Regions from separate parts of the Macaca mulatta genome. Here region 1 is linked to region 2. A link is a contact called in public Hi-C data. All regions are on one chromosome and are shown on one strand. The core of a region is the stretch at or near the end of the contact, and the rest is flanking DNA. Distances in the headings are between cores, read along the strand shown. Region 1 holds the start of ATN1 (atrophin 1). Region 2 holds the start of SPSB2 (splA/ryanodine receptor domain and SOCS box containing 2).

What was found. Hi-C and Micro-C count contacts between places; a contact is called where the count stands out from the background.
Region 1: a Hi-C map of CD4 T cells shows a contact between it and region 2, with 2.6 times the contacts expected there. The contact joins the promoter of ATN1 here to the promoter of SPSB2 in region 2. A contact is called at or near these places in 3 of 14 Hi-C or Micro-C datasets (CD4 T cells, fetal cortex germinal zone and liver).

What each region holds. Positions count from the first base shown.
Region 1 is chr11:7,897,891-7,902,376 of T2T-MMU8v2.0, reverse strand. ATN1 (atrophin 1) reads right to left here and starts at 2,926. Exons shown (of 10, transcript XM_015150940.3): 1 at 2,731-2,926. LOC114670773 (a long non-coding RNA gene) reads left to right here. Exons shown (of 2, transcript XR_003720502.2): 2 at 1,362-1,477.
Region 2 is chr11:7,836,721-7,841,064 of T2T-MMU8v2.0, reverse strand. SPSB2 (splA/ryanodine receptor domain and SOCS box containing 2) reads left to right here and starts at 2,274. Exons shown (of 4, transcript XM_077953439.1): 1 at 2,274-3,172; 2 at 3,175-3,333; 3 at 4,238-4,324; 4 at 4,327-4,344. The coding sequence starts at 2,674. It also overlaps the pseudogene LOC100429951.

The DNA.
Region 1 (4,486 bases), core at 1,677-4,176, 61 kb before region 2:
ATTTTTTTTTTCAACTACAGCTATTTTCCCACATTTTTTAGTTGTTGTGTAGACTGGTTTTAAAATACTATCAACCAAAAAAAAAAAAAAAAAAAGAAAAGAAAGAAAAAAAAAATCCAAAGAACAACACCCACCATAGCAAAAGAGGAATCTTAAACAAAAAGCACAACAAAGATGACTATTTGTGACTGGTGTATCTTTGCCAGCCCTCCTAGAGAAGGGTGTCCATCTCCCTTCCCCATCACAGAACCTGTTCACCAAGTCAGTTAGGTTAGGGGATTCAAAAGGTCAGAGAAACACAGGAATGTACCTGAGGAACACAGCAATCATAGTATGCCCTTCTTTTTTGATCACCTGAAATCTGATAAAACTAGCAATGAGTAGCTTTGAAGGAGAAAAGCAGTCATAAAAGAACAAGTAATCCTGGGGATAAGGAGTGGCAGAGGAGGGAAGGAGTTAGGGTTGGATTGTGTGTGTTTCTAGACCTGGGTCATGTTTTAGCACCAGCCTACACTCCTAGCAGACAATAATTGTAACTAATATTACAGAGCACCTACTCTGTATCTGGCCACACACTAAGCACATTCACCTTCGTTACCTTACTTTAAAAAAATGATTAAGACCAGACTGGGTTGGGAGGAAAGTGAGAAATAGAAAAAGAGCCCCTAAGTAAGACCAGGAAAAGAAATTAAGAGACATATGGGATGTCAGAAGGAATACAGTGGAGTCACAAGCTCCCTGGGAGGGGCTCACAGGCTAAATTTCAGGATCATTGGCCCAGCCCCCAACATCATTCTGGACCTGCCAGACTAACCAGTCCAAAGTGACTCCTAGATAACAATGCAGCCCAGACCAGCGGATAACAATGCACTGGCCTAAGCCTTCTGAGAATCCAGGACCTTCAGGAAGGTCTCAGAGATCATCTCATCTATGGCCCCTTCATCTTAACAATGAAGTCGGACACTCCAAGAGAAGTGACTTGCCCAAGGTCACAGAGGCACAGCCAGGTCGAGAGACACAGGTCTCCTGGCTCCTATTCTATAGTATTTCCCCTGCATGAGGCTGCTTCATGCAGCCCTCTGTCCTGGGCCACCCTCACCTGGGATGGGCCTGGGAGCCCAGCCATTTCTACAAGGTCAGGGAAGAAGGCCAAAGGTTAGTTGAGGGAAGGAGGAAAAGGGTAAGTTATTCAAGAAGGGAGGCTCAAAGAGGAATTCGTTTTAGAAAATGAAAGAAAGTGCAAAGAAGCAAAAAAACAACTCTACAAAAAATAACATAATAAGGGAGGTAGAGGTCAGAACCAACTGCCAAAAGATGGTGAAATCTGAACAGGAGCATTTTCATCCTCCCATCATGCCTAGGTGGAGAGACTTGGAGAAACACCTATGATCTGCAAGGAACATATCTACCTGTTCAAACAGACTGCAACATGAAAGGGTACACGCCGCCGTGGGGAAACTCCCATCCACCAACAGATCCAGAAACATCCTCCAGAACCCAGCCCAGAGTCCCAAGGACATAGCCGCAGGCCGACGTCCAATGAAGATTCGAAGCCCCCCGCCTACCAATTGGACATCCCACTGGATCACTACCATAGCGACACAGTGGCAAAAGGTGCCCCCAAGAGACCATCCCAGGAGTCCATCTGGAAGCCACCCCTGCCCCCTCCCAGTTGCCAAAGCAACTCCTACTCTCCTATAGCACCTCAGGGAAGGGAGCTTAAAGGTACCTACCCTAGTCGAAATAAGCCCATGCACAAAGGGAGATCTTTGAGCTCAAAGCAGTAACTAAGGCCTCCCTATATAGATCACAGCTCCAGGGGCAGCGGACGCTCCGGAAATTGGAGGGTGGAGGGTGGAGGTCGCAACTTGCTTGGAGTGCCTGTAAGGTTGCTCAATTATCTCATTTCCATCCTCCCAGAACCCCTTTCTTCCCAACTCCCCCTTCTGTGTTCCTGTTTTCCTCCTCATTAGTTTTGGGATAACCCACACTACTGGGCCCCAGTGTCCTCTCCAAGAAGTAACTATGTCTGGGATGGGGAAAACAGGGTCAGAGGTGACCTGGAGTAGGGGAATGAAAACCGTCACAAAGACATGGCCTTCCCACTTCCACGCTGGAAAACCTCCGGCTCTTCTCAAAGATGGACCTCTTTTTGCCCAAGCCTCCGTTTCCCCGAGGTTCATCAGCCACAGTCCCTCTTTCCACCTACCACACCCCTTTCCCGTTTCCCACTTCCCGTCCATTCCTAACGCCCCCAACCCCAGGCTCCGGAACCCGTGTTCTGGGCCTTTGGAGCTTTTTCCTGGAGCCTTCATGCCCCACCTCGCTGCCATCTCTCCTATCCCTTCTGCCTTCGCCCCGAACCCCACTCAGAGCATCCCCCGTTTTCCTCCGCCAACCCCCGCCTCGATGTTCCTCCTCTTTTGGGTCCGCGGGTCCCGGCTACCCTCTGGCCCCACAGCCTTCCTCCGGAGACCCTCCCTCCTTCCCCACCTTCCCGATCCTCCCGAAGCCCTGGCCCCCGACCCTCCTCGGCGGGCCCCACCCCCTGAGCCCCCGGCCTCAGGCCAGGCAAAGCCCGCAGTGGGGGGACGGGATTGGGAAAATAACAAATGGAGGCGGCGGCGGCAGGAGGGGGAACTGGGAGGGGTGGGGGTGGGGAGCCGCAGGCCGGAACCCGGGCGGGACAGAATCCCGCGGGCCCGGGGCCCAGGCGGCCGCAGACCTTACCTGCTGGTAGCTCGGGACGGCTGGCTGGCTGCGAGCGGGATTCCGGGCTCCGGCGCCTCTGGGGGGCGGCGGCGGCAGCTCCCCCGCCCCCCTCTCCTCTTCTCGGCCTCAGTCGCCGCCGCGACGACGGCGGCGGCGGCCCCGACCCCCCCGGAGGGCGGCCCCCATCCCCCCTTTTCCCCGCCTGGCCCCAATCGCCCGCCGGCCCCCGGAGCAAACCCCGATCCCCGCTCTGCTCCCCACCTCCCCGGGCTCGCCGCCTCCCTCTGGCCGCCCGGAATGCCCCGGGCCGCGCCGCCCGCCCCCGCCGCGCCGCCCGGCCCCGCGGCCCGCCCGGCCCTCGGCGCGGCTCCGACCCGCCGCCCGCGCCCGCCTAGCGCAGCCCGCACCCGCGCGATCCCGGGCCCCTCGGCCGCCTCGCCCACGGCCCCCGCCCCTTCCCCGGCGGCCGGCTCCCTCGCCCCCTCCTAGCCCCTCCCCGAGGCCGCGGTCCCTCCGAAATGGCCCGGCCCGAGGCCCCGACCCGGCACGGGGCTGCGGACGGGCTGGGCGGTGCGTCCAGCGACTCGCACAGGAAAGCGGACGGCGAAGGGAGGGAGCCTGGGAGAGGGGGATGGGAGAAGGGAGGAAGAGGGAGAAGGAGGGAGCGCGGAGGAACGGAGGAGAGAGGGGCCAGGAGGGAGACGCGAGGGAGGGAGCGCGAGGCAAGCCGCGAGGGGGGAGAGAGGGGGAGCCGGAGAGGGGGAGGCGCCGCGCGAGTTGGCCGAGGCCGAGGCCGAGGGGGCCGGGGCGCGGGGAGGGCTCGCGGTGGCGGAATGTGGGGAGCCCGCGGGCCCGGCGCGGGAGAGGGCTAGGTAGGAGGGGCTGTGAGTGGTGAGGGCAGATGAGGGGAGGCTGAAGTTTGGGGGCGACCGGGTCTGTGGCAGAGGTGAAGTGGGAGGAGTTTGGGGGATCCTGGGGTAGAGATTGGGATAATGGGATTGGATTGGAAAGATGGAGCTGCCTGGGGGCTTTGTGGGTGCCTGGTGAGAAGTGAGAGAAGCTTGGGGTGAGGGGTCTGTGGCAGAGATGGAGCCAGATGGGTTTGGGGTCTATTATCAGAGAGAATGGGATGGAAGTTTGGGGTCATAAGGAGGGAGAAAAATTGAAATGATGACATATATAAGAAGATGGGGCTTCTGGAAGACAGCAAAGCTTTTGGGGGTGATTCGTGTTGGGAAAAGAGTCAGAAATATAATAATTGGGGGTGGGGGGGTGAAGGAGAGCTGGAGAGAGAAGTCCAGAGGAAACGTCAGTGAGGAGAGAGGAGGGAACGTGAAGAACCTTAAGAAGGGATGAAGGAGGTGGACCCAGGTGCCAATTCTAGAGAAAATGGGTTCTGGGTGAGAAAGGAGGGCTCTGGATGGGAAAGGAGGGTGGGAGACACGGGGCTGGCTGGATCCTGGGGGTGGGGGCTCCCAGTGGAGCCCAGGAGGATTTACTTGGGCAAGCAGAACGGGGAAGAGGGGGATAAGAAGATTGGAAGGAAATGTAAGCTGAACAAGGCCTTTGGCGGCAGTATGGAAGAGGAAAGATCATGGATGGGAAAATAAAATGGAGATGGGGCCTGCGCGGGGGCTCACGCCTGTAATCTCAGCACTTTGGGAGGCTGAGGCGGGTGGGTCACTTGTCAGGAGTTCAAGACTAGCCTGGCCAACATGGCGAAATCCCGTCTCTACTAAAAATACAAAAATTAGCCGGGTGTGGTGGCGCATGC
Region 2 (4,344 bases), core at 1,025-3,524:
GGAGGCTGAGGCGGGCAGATCACGAGGTCAGGAGTTCGAGACCAGCCTGGCCAACATAGTGAAACCCCATCTCTACTAAAAATACAAAAATTAGCCGGGCATGGTGGCATGCACCTGTAGTCCCAGCTACTTGGGAGGCTGAGGCAGGAGAATCACTTGAACCCAGGAGGCGGAGGTGAGCCGAGATCATGCCACTGAACTCCAGCCTGGGCATCAGAGCAAGACTCCATCTCAAAAAAAAAAAAAAAAAAAAAAAGATTCAGCCCTGTGTGAAGGTGTGAACCCCTTCTAGGACATGAAAAGATTCAGCCCAGGTGTGATCCTCTTCTAGAACATGTTCCTTTCCTAACTGCTTGAACCCCAGATAGAAGTCCTATTCTTTTTACTTCTATAGTACTTTCTTTATATCTCCATAATTTTATTTACTATTAATACATGATACATTGTTTTATAAAAGTCTTTGTAACCTCCTTAAGGATTCACTGCTTAATCTCCAGTGCTTAGCACAAATCATTAAATGCGAACCAGAAACTGTTCCAAATGTGTTACATCTATAACCTCATTGGATCCTCACTACCAACCCCATGCAATAGATACTAATGTGATCTCTGTCTTACAGAGGAAGAAACAGGCACAGGGAGGTTCAGTAATTTGTCCAAGATCATACACACAGTGGCCTTCAGGTATTCATGAATGGGGAGTCTGGTTCCACAGTTACCATGTTTGCCATTATATTATATTGCCTCCTTATTAGTGTCCACACTCTGTAAGCATATTGACATCTACGCTTGTTGAGTGCATACCATGTACCCAGCTCTGTGCTACATGTTTTACCTGAATTATTTCAACTGCATAACAACCCTGTGAGGTAACTACCATCATTGCTCCCATTTTACATAACAGAAAACTATAGAAATCTGGGGCTGGGCATAGTGGCTCATGCCTGAAATCTCAGCACTTTGGGAGACCCTGTCTCTAAAAAAATTTTTTTTTGGCTGGAAGTGGTGGCTCACCCCTTTAATCTCAGCACTTTGGGAGGCCGAGGCAGGCAGATCACAAAGTCAGGAGTTCGAGACCAGCCTGGCCAACATGGCAAAACCCTGTCTCTACTAAAAATACAAAAAATAGCCAGGCATAGTGGTGGGTGCCTGTAATCCCAGATACTCAGGAGGCTGAGGCAGGAGAATCGCTTGAACTTGGGAGACGGAGGTTGCAGTGAGCCGAGATCGTGCCACTGCCCTCCAGCCTGGGCAATAAGAGCAAGACTCCATCTCAAAAAAATAAAAATAATTTTTAAAAAATTAGCTGGGCATGGGAGCACATGCTTGTAGTCCCAACTACTTGGGAGGCTGGGGTAGGAGGATCACTTGAGCCCAGGAGGTCAAGGCTGCAGTGGGCTGTGATGGCGCCACTGCACTCCAGCCTGGGTGACAGCAAGACCCTGTCTCAAAAAAAAAAAAAAAAAAAAAAAAAGGAGAAATCTGGCAACTTCCCCGAGATCACACAGTTAACTAGTGGCATAGCTTCACTCAAACTCCAAGTCTCAGCCAGGACACTCTACCAAATGAGATCAACGGCTCAGTAATGGATTGGCATCCAGTATGAAGACTGGACCAGCAGGGAAAACTATGATGCGTACAGCCCAGAGCCTGAAGCAGATTTCACAGCCTCAGAGGTGGCACAGGCTGACTCAAAACCCGGGGCAGAAAGGGACCAACCCAGAAACAGTGACCCAGAATCACAGGGAAATAGAAATGGGAGTCAGCACAATGAAGCCCCTCCTTCACCCCATGCTCCTTATCCTCAAGGTCGCAGGAGTTAGTTGCTCAGGCGGTTCAAAGGTCTTGACGGTGAACACCATCCCCAGGGATTCCCAAGGCGGTGATGCCATCAAAGCGTTAATTCTGAGCTGGGCCTGACCGGGTGCGGACTCTGCCGCAGGGAGAGAAGGGTTAATCGCCCCGGGCCTTCGCCGTGGGGGCGGGGCTTCGGGGAGGGTCACAGCCCGGTGCGGAGACCCGAGGTTAACCGCCCGGGGTGGGGTCCAGGGGGCGGGGCATGCTCCCCGCGGCTGCGGCGGGTAGACAGGTAACTGCCCCCGAAGGGGCGAGGCCATACAGGGGCGCGGCCTCGGGCTGCACAACCCGGGGCGGCGATGAGAGGGTTAACGCCCCGGAGGGCCCTGGCGGGGCGGGGCCGCGGGGTGAGCACCGCCCGAGGGAGGTGCTGGGGGCGGAAGCGGCACGCGGTGTGCGCCCTGCGCGCCTCGGCTTCTTTCCGCCCGGCTCTTCCAGAGGCCCGGCGACTTCCTGGGCTGGGAATCCAACCGAGGTTCGGGGGCAGCGGCTAGGGCTCGGGGCGAGTAAGGCGGATGGTCCCTGCTGAGGCCCAAAGGGGGCGAACTCGCGAGAGTCTCGGGCGACCTGGGTCAGATGGGGCGAGGGCAGATGAGGGGTCCGGGAGCTTTCGGGCAGCGAGGGGGGAGGAGCGGGCCAGTTGGCAAACTTGGGTGAAAGGATGGGGTGCCTGGGTGACGACCCCCCGCCAGGATTCTGCTCCTCCACCCCTTTTCTCCCAACTCGCTTCCAGGCCAATCTCAAACTGGAGCTCAACTTTTAGAAGAGAGACGCCCCAGCAAGCCTCTTTCGGGGAGCCCTATAGCTCCTCACCTCCATGGGCGAGACAGCCCTGGCGGGGGACAGCAGCAGCACCCCCACCCCACAGGCCCTGTACCCTGACGTCTCCTGTCCCGAGGGCTTGGAAGAGCTGCTGTCTGCACACCCTCCTGAACGGGGGGCCCAACGACGCCACGGTTGGAACCCCATAGACTGTTCAGAGAACATCGAAGTCAAGGAAGGAGGGTTGTACTTTGAGCGGAGGCCCATGTCCCAGAGCACTGATGGTGTCCGGGGTAAGAGGGGCTATTCAAGAGGCCTGCACGCCTGGGAGATCAGCTGGCCCCTAGAGCAGAGGGGCCCGTATGCCGTGGTGGGCGTGGCCACGGCCCGCGCCCCGCTGCCGACTAAGCACTACGCGGCGCTGCTGGGCAGCAACAGCGAGTCGTGGGGCTGGGACATCGGGCGGGGGAAGCTGTACCATCAGACCAAGGGGCCCGGAGCGCCCCAGTATCCAGCGGGAACTTAGGGTGAGCAGCCGGAGGTGCCAGAGAGACTGCTGTTCTGGACATGGAGGAGGGAACTCTGGGCTACGCTATTGGGAGCACCTACCTGGGGACAGCCTTCTGCGGACTGAAGGGCAGGACCCTCTATCCGGCAGTAAGCGCTGTCTGGGGCCAGTGCCAGGTCCGCATCCGCTACCTGGGCGAAAGGAGAGGTGAGGCCTGGGGCAGATGTGGGGAGAACTTTCTGTCCCTGGTGGCAGCGGTCTGGGATGGAAACTCTTCTGACAAGAGCAGAGGGGATGCACCTTCATCCAGCCTGCCTCTCGCCTGTTCAGTGCTGGGAAAGGCTAGGGGTCTTTACGGCTGTTATTTAATCCAGCAGCAATAGAGGTGAAACAGGCTTGAGAAAGCAACTTTCTCAAGTTTTCTTGGCCAGTAAATGGTGAACCTTCAGAATGGAGGGAGGCACTCCAGGGATGAGAGAATTCAGGAGATATCAACCCCTGAGCAAGAGGCGCAAAGGGTTAGGTACTGGGTTTGATGTACAGGTCCAAAAGGAGGAGGACAGGCAGAGCCAGGTACCCGGGGTGTGTACCGGATTCTCTGGGCTCTGACCTGTCTCTGTGCCACATACCCACTTCCTTCCTCAGCATGGAGACACTGGGGCCCTGGGCACCAGGGAGGAGAGCAGTGGAGGAGGCAGGGCCTTAGGGAGGGGCAGCAGGGGAGGAGCCTTCCTAGGAACTGACTGGGGCCAGGGCTTGGAGCTGCTCTCTGCAGTTGTGTGAGCTGTAGAGTGGACGGCCATCCTTCCTCACCTCAGCCCCAGCTCCCAAGCCTCTGGAGTCAAAGCCTGGGCCAGCTCCACCACGGTCAGAGCCACCTTGGCCTGTCACTTAGAGGGCCTTAGCCAGCGCTTCATCCCAGCTCTGACTAGGGATGTGTGAAATCTTAAGTGGGAGGCAGAACTTCAGGGCATCTCAGATTCCCCTTTCAGCCAAGGTGGGCACACTCAAAGCAGGAAAGCAGAAAGGCATCTGGGCAGGACCCTGTAGTTTGAGGACGTCTGACTGGTGGCTGCACCCATACTCACATTCCCCTCCTTCTCTCTCCCAGCGGAGCCACACTGTCTTCTGCACCTGAGCCACCTGTGTGTGCGCCACACCCTGGGGGATACCCGGCTCGGCCAGGTATCTGCCCTGCCATTCCCCCTGCCATGAAGC